Linked DNA regions of Rattus norvegicus: region 1 is linked to region 2. A link is a contact called in public Hi-C data. All regions are on one chromosome and are shown on one strand. Each heading gives the region's core, a stretch centred on a gene start, on an enhancer-like site or on the middle of the called end of the contact. The rest is flanking DNA. Distances are from core to core; before and after follow the strand shown.

What was found. Hi-C and Micro-C count contacts between places; a contact is called where the count stands out from the background.
Region 1: a Hi-C map of liver shows a contact between it and region 2, with 4 times the contacts expected there. The contact joins the promoter of Siah2 here to the enhancer-like site in region 2. A contact is called at or near these places in 3 of 12 Hi-C or Micro-C datasets (Schwann cells, kidney and liver).

Annotation. Positions count from the first base shown.
Region 1 is chr2:145,078,323-145,084,885 of GRCr8, reverse strand. It overlaps Siah2 (siah E3 ubiquitin protein ligase 2), which reads left to right and starts at 3,211. Exons shown (of 2, transcript NM_134457.2): 1 at 3,211-3,868. The coding sequence starts at 3,449. LOC134485621 (a long non-coding RNA gene) reads right to left here. Exons shown (of 2, transcript XR_010063819.1): 2 at 5,398-6,563.
Region 2 is chr2:145,034,802-145,041,464 of GRCr8, reverse strand. No RefSeq gene overlaps it. Among named protein-coding and RNA genes, the nearest start is that of Erich6, 10 kb to the right of the region's middle. Within about 2 kb of position 1,619, at least 4 of the 93 cell types and tissues checked have an H3K27ac peak or open chromatin away from gene starts, as enhancers often do. A contact at or near this core is called in kidney and liver, where this site is marked.

The DNA.
Region 1 (6,563 bases), core at 1,962-4,461, 42 kb before region 2:
CTTATCGAAGAATTGTTTTTCCTGGGTTTTTTTGTTTGTTTGTTTGTTTGTTTTGGTTTTGGTTTTAAGGCTTTCTTTTTTCAACAGCCTCTGAAGCCATACTTCATTTTGAAATAACAGGGCCTGACAGAACTTGTTAATAGAGCCAAGGCAAAGACCCCACTTCTGGAGCAAACATTATCACATTCTGAAAATGGGGAGTCTCTGACAGAGGTCAGAGGTCAGACTCAAGGGAATGCAGTCTGTCATAAATTCCAACTGCTAGGGTTGTAACTTGATTGGAATATATATATATATATATATATATATATATATATATATATATATATATATATATTTCAATAAAGATGAGACTGTGGGTGCTTTTATATCCTACCATTTTCTTGTGCCCAACAGAGGTGACCATGAAATAAACAGAATACCACCTTTCCTTTTCAGACCAGCTAAGAATCAACGATGACTGCCAGCACTTCATTACGGTCCCTGGAGCTGCTTTCGGACTCTAGTGAGTGGGTTGATCACCTCATCTTAGCAAAGTAGGAGTCAGATAAGGGCTCTGGAGCAGGTTCCAGCCTTCTCAGCTCTACGACTCTGAGCAAACTAAACTCCCTACGTCCATGTTTCCTTGACTAGAACCTCAGTTATCCACCCTATGAGGTGCCTGAAAGTCTAAAAACCCATTTACTGTGTGGGCACTCAGTAATTATTTAGTCTCCCTAGCACCAATCTAACGGGTTCAAGTTCAGTATGTCACAGGGCTGAAAACAATTCCTCAGTGACTCCTGAATCCGGAGGCAGATGCCTTATTCTCTTCATTTAGTGGCTGTTCATCTGCTAGTTACATACACAGCTAGTGTAACACTCCTGCTACACACACCCAGCCCCAGTCCATCTGTAATACCCTCACCTTTCACATCATCTTTCCACCCACGAACCCACTGTCTTCTTTTCCTTTTGGCATTCCTGGGAATTGAACCTAAGACCTTGCATAAGGCAGACAGGCACCATACCACTAAGCTACACTCCTAGCCTTTCAACTGGGGACAGTATTGCTAAGTCGTTTATGCTGGCCTTGAAGCCACTCGGTAACTCAGGTAGCCCTTGAATTTGGCATTCTTCCAACCCCAAGATGCTGGGTTTATAGTCCTGCAGCCTGGGTACTTCCCAAACCTCTGAAGCCCTTTTCCCTAAATGGTTTATCACTTCTGCTTCCTTCCTAAAATGTAAACCGAGTATCATTCTCAGAGCTTGAGCAGTGGCTGGCATATGCAAATGCTAGGGAATTTTTGCAGGCTACTAAATAGCACTTATACCTGGTAAGGTCTCTGCAGCTTTAGATAACCCATTCACTCATGAAGTCTTTCTAGATTCTTTATAAAAATTTAACTTTTTCTTTTGAGTGGCATGTATCATGGACAGATTCTAGTCACTGACTCTCACTAATAATGAATATTCACTGTATTTTTTTAATCTACGGCTATCATTTACAAGGTGGTTATGGTGGATAATGTTCTACAAGAATAGCATATAGGAAACCCGATGGAATTGTTTAAATTCACTTTTACAGGATAGGAGATTGGAGCCAAGAAGATGGCTTAGAGGGTAGGGGTGCCTGCCATCAAGCCAGCCAACTTGAGAAAGCAGACTCCCACAAACCTGTCCTCTGACCTCCACCTGTGTAAACAGACAGTCCTACAAACTAAATCAGAAGATTAAAAGAATTTTGCTGAAAGTCACAGGGCACTGTTTCACCCTGTCCTGACTAATCTGTTTTACCTACAAAGAGTAAAGCTTTACCAATTTCAGTGTCATCAGTTCAAGCACAAAACTTTTGTCCAAGCAGGATATATCCATTATATCAAAATACGGCTTGCTCCAAGCTCTCTGGCTCCTCTCTGACCTCGATGGGTTCTGAATGGTGACTGCCTGGAGACTAGGGGAACCCTTGTAGAATTCTCTTGTTGCTTGATCGGAAGGTGGGGTGTAGATGCCCCCTGCCCCACCCCAACACCCCCTTAAGGTTTAATTTTTATTTATGGGCATGTGTGTATACGATGTATACTGGTGCCAAACGGCATCAGATCCCCTGGAGCTGAGGTTATGGGCGATTGTAGGTTCTGGAAACCAAAGTTTGGTCCTCTAAGAATAGTACGTTGAGGCATCTCTCCAGCCCCTGTAGGTGCCCTTTATTCTACACCTCTAAGTCTACATCTTACTTTACACCTCTGAGACAGTCCACATGTCGGGGTGTATAAAGAAGACTCAGGAGGAATCCAGCACCAATCCTGTCAAGCTGAGGAGGGTTGGTAACAGGTACGTTGAACTCACAATCCTTTACCTTCCTCTTAAAGCCCCAGGTAAGCTTCAAAGCCTAAGGCTTGGACCAGGACTAGATATTAAGGACTCAGATAGTAGAGGGTCTCCTGTCATTTTGGGCCTCACAAACCCAACCCACGTGTATGGTATTCCTTGGAGATTTTAATTCTCCACCGAGCCAGAGATCTCCAAGAGGTCCGGGTTCTCTTGGACCGGAGGCGGCCAAATAATTCCAAGAAGCTTTCGCCAGTGGGCTTTTGAAGGAAAACCGCGGGTTTACCTCCTAGCCTTAAGGGCAGGACCACTGGAGAGTCTACCCTCATACCTAACTGCCCGGCCACACCCGAGGCCTTCGCGCGGCTCCCGCCCGACTCCGGGTCCCGCCCCCGCGTGTCAAGCTACGGGCTGAGCAGCAAGATCGCAAGCTTCTCCGGCGCGTCAATGACTCAACCCTAAAAGAAACGTGGGGATTCCGAGCCCCGCCCCTGCCCCGCCCCACCCCTGGCGCACTCGCGCGCCGTCCACGCCCACGCCGGGCCAGCAGTTGCCCTTCTGGCTGGAGTCCTGTGCGCGTCGGTGTAGGTCCCCTGGGAAGAGTCGGAAGACTTGGGCTGCGTCCTCTCCCTGCGCTGCCGGCTGGCTTCCGCCACCGCCGAGAAGCGACCCCGCGCGGCGGCGACCGACCGAGTCAAGTGTTCCCAGCGGGAAACCGCTCCGGCGCTGCCAGCTGGGCCGGGCGGAGCTGCGCGGGCCGCAGGGTGGCTCTGCCAGTCCCAGAGTGCCGGGTCGGCCGCACACGTGTCTTAGCGTCACGTCCGCGCGCGCCCCCGGGGCTTGCGTCAGCTGCGGCTCCTGAAGCGGGTGGGCCAGGGCTTTGCGCACCAGAACGCCTCCGGAGGAGGGCACCGCACGGCCGCGATCCCCGAGAGCGTCGACCACTCCGGGCGCCGCCGAGAGGATCGGCGCGGTCGCGTCCCCGCCCTCCCGGTGCTGGTCGGGTCCGCGCCCGGTCCCCGGACTGGGCGCCGTGGCGTTACCCCGGAGCCCGCCACCCGCGGGGCGCGCACCGCCTTAACCCGGGCGGCCCCGCGGCAGGCAGAAGCCCGCAGGTCCATGGTGGGCTCGGAGCGCGATGAGCCGCCCGTCCTCCACCGGCCCCAGCGCTAACAAACCCTGCAGCAAGCAGCCGCCGCCGCCTCAGACCCCGCACGCCCCGTCCCCGGCTGCGCCCCCGGCTGCCGCCACCATCTCGGCTGCGGGCCCCGGCTCGTCCGCGGTGCCCGCCGCGGCAGCGGTGATCTCAGGCCCCGGCGCCGGCGGCGGGGCCGGCCCAGTGTCCCCGCAGCACCACGAGCTGACCTCGCTCTTCGAGTGCCCGGTCTGTTTTGACTATGTCCTGCCCCCCATTCTGCAGTGCCAGGCCGGGCACCTGGTGTGTAACCAATGCCGCCAGAAGTTGAGCTGCTGCCCGACGTGCAGGGGCGCCCTAACGCCCAGCATCAGGAACCTGGCTATGGAGAAGGTCGCCTCGGCAGTTCTGTTTCCCTGTAAGGTAAGTCCAACCACCATCCGCAAATCTGCCAAGGAACCTTCCAGAGTTCCAGTGCCCTCCAGCGCACTTGAAGGCCCTGAGAAGCGAATGGCATATCACTGCTTTCCTTCTTTCTGTCTCCTTCTCCATGTGTCTGTCTCTCTAACACTCTCTCTCTCTCTCTCTCTCTCTCTCTCTCTCTCTCTCTCTCTCTCTGTGTGTGTGTGTGTGTGTGTGTGTGTGTGGGTGTGTGTGCCTATTGTTAACCGCCCACCTGTCCATTTTGGGAACTAGCAACTAGGGTTGATGTTTGCCAGAGCACTGACTGTAGATTAAGTTGGCACTTGCTGCGGGTTAGAAGCATCCCAGCTCTTTCAACCGAGTGCCGCCGCGTCCCCTGCAGGGGTGTGCTCTGTAAGGCTGGACAGCTTAACTAAAACTGGGAAGCTGACCGTGTAGATTGTGGAGGAAGGACACGGACGGTTTCCAGCAACAAGCATGGTTAGGAATGGACCCAGTGCCCAAGATCTGGGAGCTCTCTTGAGAGTGCGCTTACACAGGGGAAGCGGATACTGCCTGCTTCACTCGAGTGCGGAAAAAATCCTGCAAGCCACGCCTTCTCGCAGCCTCCCAGACTTGGGGAGAACTCTGAAATTGTGGCTGCTGTTTGGGGTTTGGTTTGGTTTGGTCTGGTTGTTGTTTATTACCTAAGCGCGACCACGAGGACTCATCGAGGACACTCAAGAGCTTTGTTAGTTCTCTTCAGTGCCAGCATTTTATTTAAAGAGTTACCTGTGCTCCTGGGGAGTAGGGAGGAGAAGCAAACCACAAGCCAAAGTGCAAGCTCTCATTCCCTTGTTCCACCTGTTCGTTTAGAGCCTACATTTACACCCGCACAGCTAAATTAATAGAATCGTTAATGTCTGCCTCTGAAAGCTTTTTTAAAAGTACCCACAGAGATAATGTTTTTTCCCTTTTACAACCAGCTTTACAAATTAATATCCTCACCTGTTTCATGTCTGAAACTTGACTTGATCTTCTGTATTTTAAATGATAGGTTACATTTGTGTGGTTATACTGTTGCCAGTACTGAAGCCCTTAAAAAAAAAAAGCCTTACAACCTCATTTATATGCCTCTCTCTAATCTAGACCTCTACCAACGAGTTCATTTTCTAAAGTTGTAGGTGGGAATAATGTTAATATTTCTGAGATTTTTTTTTAATGAAAGTAATTGTTCTACCTGAGACAGTTTAAGTTGTCTTGCATTATCTCCTCAGTGGTGATTAGTTTTTAGGGCAAGATCTGTTTTAAACTAAAAATAGCTCACTGGAGATTTTCATTTTAGACTTCCGAGTCAAATCAGTAAAATGAGTGAGTTACTTTGGTCTTCTGCCCAACTACAAGCACAGTTAAAGTAGCTTATTTGAATAAGGGTTTGAATGAGGGTTTAGGCTATAGGGTCACCTTATTAAATTGCTTGCCTTTAGCCTCACACCCGGTACTGCTTATTAATTCACTCAGTGCAGCATCTGTGCAATTTGAATTAAATATTTTCATGCCTCCTCCTTTTATTGAAAGTAGATTTTTTCCCCTCCTATAATACAACCTGGTTACAGTCGGTCTGCCCCCCTTGCTCCTCCCAGTTCCTTCCCACCTCCCCTCCCATCCAGATCCACTCCCTCTCTGTCTCTCATTAAAAAAGAACAAGCATCTAAGGGATGATAAAAATAACATAAAGACCAGGAAAAGGCACAAGGAGTCAAAGACCCCCTTGTTCTCACATTCTGGAAGTCATAATTTATACCCAGAGGACCCTTGCAGAGGTCCTTCAGGCCCTGTGCAGGCTGTGTGTCAGGGTCTGTTCTCCATCACTGTGGGTCACTCAGGATGAACTCTTTCTAGTTCTGTTCATCTGCATTCTTCTTAATGGCTGAGTAATACTCCAACGAGTAAAAGTTCCACGTGTTCTCTATCCATTCTTTAGAGAGCCATCTAGGCTGTTTCTGACTTATGGTAATTATAAATAGAGAAACAATGAGCGTGTTTGAACAGGTGTCCCTGTGGGAGGATGAAGCACCCTTTGGCTGTATGACCAAGAGTGGTAGAGCTGAGTCTTGAGGTAGATCATTTCCCATCTTCCTGAGGAACCACCACACTGATTTCCACAGTGGCTGTAGAACTTTGCACTCCTCCCAGCAGTGGTTGGGCGTCACCAGCATGAGGCTGTCACTTGTGTTACTGAACTCAGCCATTCTGACAGGCATTAAATAGAATCTCAAAGTCATTTTGACTTATATTTTCCTGATGACTAAGGATGCCAAACATTTCTTCAGGTGTTTCTCGGCCATTTAAGATTACCCTGTTGAGAATTTTCAGTTTAGATCTGTATCCAATTTTTAAAAATTGGATTATGTGATTTGTTGACACCTAGTTTATTTGAGTTCTTTATAGATTTGGGGTATTAGCCCTCTGTCGGGTATGGAATTGGTGGAAATCTTTTCCCATTCTGTAGGCTGCTGTTTTGTCCGAATGACTGTGGGTGTTTTTTGCCTTACAGAAGCTTTTCAGTGTCATGGGTTGATGCCCATGCTAACAGTGTTCTGTTCAGAAATTCTTTTCCTGTGCTAGTGAATTCAAGGTTATTCCCCACTTTCTCTTCTATCAGATGCAGTGTGTCTGGTTTCGTGTTGAGGTCTTTTGATACAGCTAGAGTTGA
Region 2 (6,663 bases), core at 370-2,869:
AGAAGAGATTTGTTGCAAGGGATGTTTAAACGAGAGCTTTGCATTCCTTTCCAGAATATCCCAATGGAATCAGCAGAGGAGTGAAACTGGGAGTTCAGTTGGCCAAGCGTGATGGGTTATGCCCTTTTCATTAGTTACTTTCTGTCGCTGTGATAAAACGACATGACCAAAGCAACTTATACAAAGAAGATGTCTTTCTTTTTCTTTTTTTTTTTTCTTTTTTTCCCAGAGCTGGGGACCGAACCCCAGCTTCCTAGGTAAGCGCTCTACCACTGAGCTAAATCCCCAGCCCCCAAAGAAGATGTCTTAACTGGGGTCTCTATTGCTGGGAAGAGGCCCCATGGCCACGGCAACCCTCATAAAGGAAAACGTTTAGTTGGGGCTGGCTTACAATTCAGAGGTTGAATCCATTATTGTCATGGCGGGAAACATGGCAGCCTACAGGCAGACATGGTGCTGGAGAGGGAGCTGAGAGTTCTATATTCCCATCGACAAGCAACAGGAAGAGACTAAAATGGGAGGCTTTGTTTGAGCTTCTGAAGCGTCAAAGCCCCACCACCACTACCACCACCACTGATACAACTCCTCCAAGACCACACCTATTTCCACAAGACCATACCTCCCAAGAGTGACAGTCCCTGCAAGGCTATTTTCACTCAAACTACCACAGAAGGAAAATCTAGATCCAGGGAAGTGCACCTGTGCTTTCTATCTGAGATATATATGGATTTTTAAAATGGCAACTGAGGATCTATACAAAATCTCTTATAATTTTGAGTGGGCTTAGAACAGAAAATGAGAGTGAACTCCAATCAAGAGTGGGAAAGAGGGGTTGGGGATTTAGCTCAGTGGTAGAGTGCCTGCCTAGCAAGCGCAAGGCCCTGGGTTCGGTCCCCAGCTCCGGAAAAAAAAAAGAAAGAAAGAAAAGAAACAGTTGAAGCTTTGTTTCAGCTTCAAATCACAGCAATCACCCAAACAGAGCTGGGTGATCATATATTATTTCTTATTTCAAGTATGCCCGCGTGCCTTCCTAGGAAAGTATAAGTCTCTCCAAAGGAAGATTATATAATCCCCAACCTCTGACTGCCACCAGAAGCAGGGAATGCAGCTAACGGTAGCCTATAGTGTGGCTTGACAAGCCTGGAGTCCGGTAAGGCTGCTACTTGGGTACAGCTAATCTTCCCAGTAACAAACCTCAAGATTGTTTGGAATGGATCAAACTTAGAAAATTTATTGATAAAGCAGAAAGACAAGACCTATATGAAGAAAGCCATGTGTGGATGTTAGAAGACAATGGATTGAGTGTCCCAGCAGGAGCAAGCTGCATGCTTGGGGGCTTTAATAGTATCTGAACTAAGTTGAGGTTTTAGGAAAAGTGTTTTTCTTATTCTCAGTTTTAGCCTTGAAGAAAGACTTTTACGCTCACCGTCTCAGGGTGGAGAAGGGAGTCCTAGTGGACATAAATCACTCAAAGGGGTTTTAGTGATAAATAGGTGGCCAGTAGGTTAAGCAGAAAGCATAGCTGACAAATCATTCACAGCCTCAGTTGGGGAGTTTGTCTGAACCGGGGATACAGATAACCTTGTCAGTTATGTCGAAATTCCTGGGTGTCAACCAGGGAGAGGTCAAAATCAGACAAGGAGAGGGAGAACCATTTCCATTCAGGTGTCCCTTCTGTTTCTTCATTATGGTGCCCTGAAATAGTCATAATTTTATTTCAGTAACATCTGGTGTATAAGACAAATAATCAAGTATGCAAAGAGATATGGCTACGCAAACAAAGACAATGGAAAGAGACCTAGAGAATTCGAGACACTGGAGACACATAGACACAGACTTAAGGTTTGTTGCTACATAACAAACTTTCCCATTTTTCCATAGTTGAGCTCAGATGTTCTGATGATTAGCTGGCTCATCCCCGTGGCTAGCTGGTGTGCACTGAACATCTGTCTCCTTTTCACTCAGCTGGGTGACACGCTGTTCAGTTGAAGGACCCTCAGCTGCAATCGTCTGCCTCTGCTCCACATGGACTAACCCCACAGGGATCAGTCCAGCCTCTGGCACCTGCTGTTCATGGGTAAGACTCCCTTTGCACGGGTGCTGTCCAGCTTCTCTTTGGCATTTGCTAATGCACTTTCACCAAGGCAGATCCAAAGAGCAGAAAAGTGGGAGGCGGGGAGGACAAAGTTCTATCACAACGGAGTGTACCAAAGGGGGGAGAGGCATTTGTGAACCTTGCACCAGACCGCCCAAGGGCTTGCCCAGAGCACTTGGAAACCTCTAGGGCTGTCTCTCCTAGAAACTCTGGTTAGAGTGACAAGTAGCTCCAGATGCAGTACACCCTATTTAAAAGGGAGAGCTGGTCCCACCAGTGCCCCGCCATGGAAGGTGACTGGGATTCTAGGACTGTGGGGCAGTGCACTGACTCATCAGCCAAGACAGCCACAATGACAAAATAAAAGGTTAACTGCTCTGACCTGGTGAGCACAGTTTCACTTACCAACCAGGGGAATGGGGCCATCCTATGTGGAAGTCTCAGAATGGCAGTCTATGTGGATAGCTTTGCTTGTGAAGGTGTGTGTTTCATCAAAAAACAAGAACTGATATATATCACACACACACACACACACACACACACATGTATATATATATATATATATATATGATATATATCATAGATATCAATAATGAGGCAGCTTACACTACCGGCATATGTGTGTGTGCGTGCACACAATCATTATGTATCATTAGAACTTGCCTTAACATGTACAAAATTTGTCAAGTTATAGACCCATAAATTGTATACATCTCTACATACGTAAGTTACATTTTTAAAAAATATCTTCTGGGTTGATCATAAGTGGTCCAAGGACACACAGAACATGATTTTGTGAAGGTGACATGACCATAGAAACCAAGGAACTTAAATTCTAGTTCCTATGCTGCAGCTAGTTCATGGATGAGAAGAACTGTCAGGCTCTGAGTCCTGCTCATTCAGCTGTGAAATATGGGGTTATGCTAAGTTTGACCTAAAAACACTGCTTAATCTTGCTGTGATCTATCTGATTTGATGAGCTACTACCAGGGCCACTGACATAGGCAAAAGAGTGAGATATATTCACTTCCTATCCTCGTGGCACCCACAACGTAGAAACAACACAGCAAGACAAACGTATAAACACTCAGACACTACAGATGATCTGTGCTCTCTGACAGGAATAACAGCAAGAAATGGTCTTGGGGATGTATCCTGGAAATCACAAAAGACAAATAGGTGTTAGGTGGGCAAGGCACAGAGAGAGCGGCATACATAAGGACGGGTATTTAAGATGGACTGGCTGGTTTCAAGAAGACAAGACCTCCACAGGACCTGAACACAGAACTAGATAAGAGACTTAAGGAGCGTGGCCCATGTATGGTCCTAGTTCTCACTGACCCATTCACACACACACACACATCACTGACCCATTCACACATATATACACACCACTGACCCACTCACACATATATACACACCACTGACTCACTCACACATACATACACATCACTGACTCACACACACACACACACACATCACTGACCCACTCACACATACATACACACCACTGACCCACTCACACACACACACACACACACACACATCACTGACCCACTCACACATATATACACACCACTGACCCACTCACACATACATACACACCACTGACCCACTCACACATACATACACACCACTGACCCACTCACACATACATACACACCACTGACTCACTCACACATACATACACACCACTGACTCACTCACACATACATACACACCACTGACCCACTCACACATACACACCACTGACCCACTCACACATACACACCACTGACCCACTCACATATAAATACACGCCACTGACCCACTCACACATATATACACACCACTGACCCACTCACACATACACATCAACAATGGGGCAGTAAAGATGTTTACACCCCTCATACTCCTGAAACACACATACTGTGCTGTGTCCAGTTTTAGCCTCATCATTAAACTCACCCTACGGTATAACGCAAGCTTGTAAAATTCCAGCACGCTACTTTTGAATGCCAGGGCCTGTTGCACTATCAACAATTAGAACAAAGAAGGGAAGTAAGCTGCCATGACATACATATCTGAAATGCTGACACTCAGAAGAATGAGGTGGGAGGGTTGGGAGTTCAAGACCAGCTTCACTTACAAAGTGAGGCTCTGTCTCCAAAAAGTAAATTTGAATCATTTACATAAAAAGAGTGAAAATAAAAGGTATGCCCAGAAAACAATAAAATCCTGTTTATATTACACTATCATAGATGCTATGCCCTGAAGTCTTCTCATAACATAACAGTCCCCTGATACCAGTCCTTAACTAAATTGTTCATTTTCAAGAAACTTGGCAGAGTTCACTGGGAAAGAGCTTGTGACCACATTGCTACTTTTCTCTCATCTATAAATACTCTCAGGTCCTCATTCCCTACGGCTATTAAACCTCTTTGCTTTACCAAACTACTACTTATGTTTCTTATTACAGGGAGGTTGTATAACAAGACACCTGCATGAATGGTCTCCATCCTGTTGTCTGCTCACTGTGTGTCCAGAGACAACCAAAACCATACATTGAAGATTTTATGTTTACTGTGCTAAGGGTTCTTTATACACAGTCCTGCTTCCTAATGTGACTCTATTACTCCTAAGGAAATGGTTGGTATTAAATGATATCTTCATTATTAGGCTCTGGTCTGACAGGATTGCCTCTTACCTGAAACCCCTCAATCATGGATTCTCAGCCTCTAGTACTGGGAGAAAAAAAAATGTTCTTGAAGCCCCTATTTTATGGCGCTCTGTGGGCCCACATCCCACAGGGTGTGGAAAGGTCGGGGTGTTTGGATTGCTTTTACCCTGTGCCAACGCTGTTAGGTGCTGGGCTCCAGTGAAGCACAGATATACCACTCAAGGGGGTAAGAAAATGCAGCCTAGAATGTGGGAGGCCAAAGCTGGGGTTCCCTGACTCCCCGACACCCAGTCACTGCTGGAAAACTTCATGGAGGAGTTGGGAACAGAAGGTCAGGAGTCCCCAGGCCTGTGATGAGGAACCCCTGTGATGGCCAGGGGCTCTCAAACTCCTGGACATCCAGGCACTGCCAGGTCGCAGGTAGTTGGGAACAGAGTTGGGGGCCCCACAGGCTGAAGATGACAATGAGCCCAGCCTGGGAGAATGGAGAACTCCAGCTTAGTCAGGAGTGAAAGTCCTTAGCTTAGCAGTGGTTGTCTGGGAACACAGAGAGGCCTTCTGCAGGAGACATAAGCTGTGACTCTGTAGGTGAAGGCCTTCACCATGCTTCCCACAGCAGTTTTGATAGAAGAGACAGCTCTGTGTTTCAAACCATTTATTGATTGTTCATCATAGAAGATGGGTGCATACAACTTCCTCAGGCAGACCAGAGATTAAATAAGTTTTGCAGGGAGAAATGTCCAGGAAGGGGAGCTTATTGGTTAAACCTCAGGGCCTCTAGGTACCTTATTAGTGTGGAGAACTCTGTTCTGGGCTACATGACCACAAGTCATGCTTCCTTATGTGGGAAGTGTGGCACATGTTTCAAGCCAGGAATATGGTAAGGAGCAGGGAGCCGCCTACCATCTCAGGTGGGTGCATAGGTGCCAAGGACTCTGAAGCCGCTCACTCATCAAGTTTCGTTGCACAGTCCACGCTCTCATAATGTTCTGTGAGCAGATAACAGTATATTTTGCTTTACTCCATTCCAGAATACAGGATTCAAGAAGTGAAGGGCTGGCAGCAGCTCTCTGCTCCCAAACCCCGTGGGAGAGAGACCTCACCGCCTGATCAGGTGGGCACTCCTGAGGCTGCAGAGCGGAGGAGACCACCAACACTGCCCACCCCTGCCCACATCCCTGGCCCAAGAGGCAACTGTATAAGGCCTCTGGGTTCCTGTAGGGGAGGGCCCAGGGGCGGCAGGACCCCTGCGCCTGAGACACCGCTGGAACCTGAAGGAAACAGACCGGACAAACAATTCTCTGCACCCAAATCCCGTGGGAGGGAGAGCTAAACCTTCAGAGAGGCGGACACGCCTGGGAAACCAGAAGAGACTGCACTCTGTGCACATCCAGACGCCAGAGGAAAACACCAAACGCCATCTGGAACCCTGGTGCACGGAGGCTCCCGGAAAGAGCAGCGCAGATCTTCCCGGTTGCTGCCGCCGCGGAGAGGACTTAGGCAGTACCCCACGAGCAAACTTGAGCCTTGGAACCACAGGTAGGACCAACTTTTCCCCTGCAAGAAACCTGCCTGGTGAACTCAAGACACAGGCCCACAGGAACAGCTGAAGACCTGTAGAGAGGAAAAACTACACGCCCGAAAGCAGAACACTCTGTCCCCATAACTGGCTGAAAGAAAACAGGAAAACAGGTCTACAGCACTCCTGACACACAGGCTTATAGGACAGTCTAGCCACGGTCAGAAATAGCAGAACAAAGTAACACTAGAGATAATCTGATGGCGAGAGGCAAGCGCAGGAACCCAAGCAACAGAAACCAAGACTACATGGCACCATCGGAGCCCAATTCTCCCACCAAAGCAAACACGGAATATCCAAACACACCAGAAAAGCAAGATCTAGTTTCAA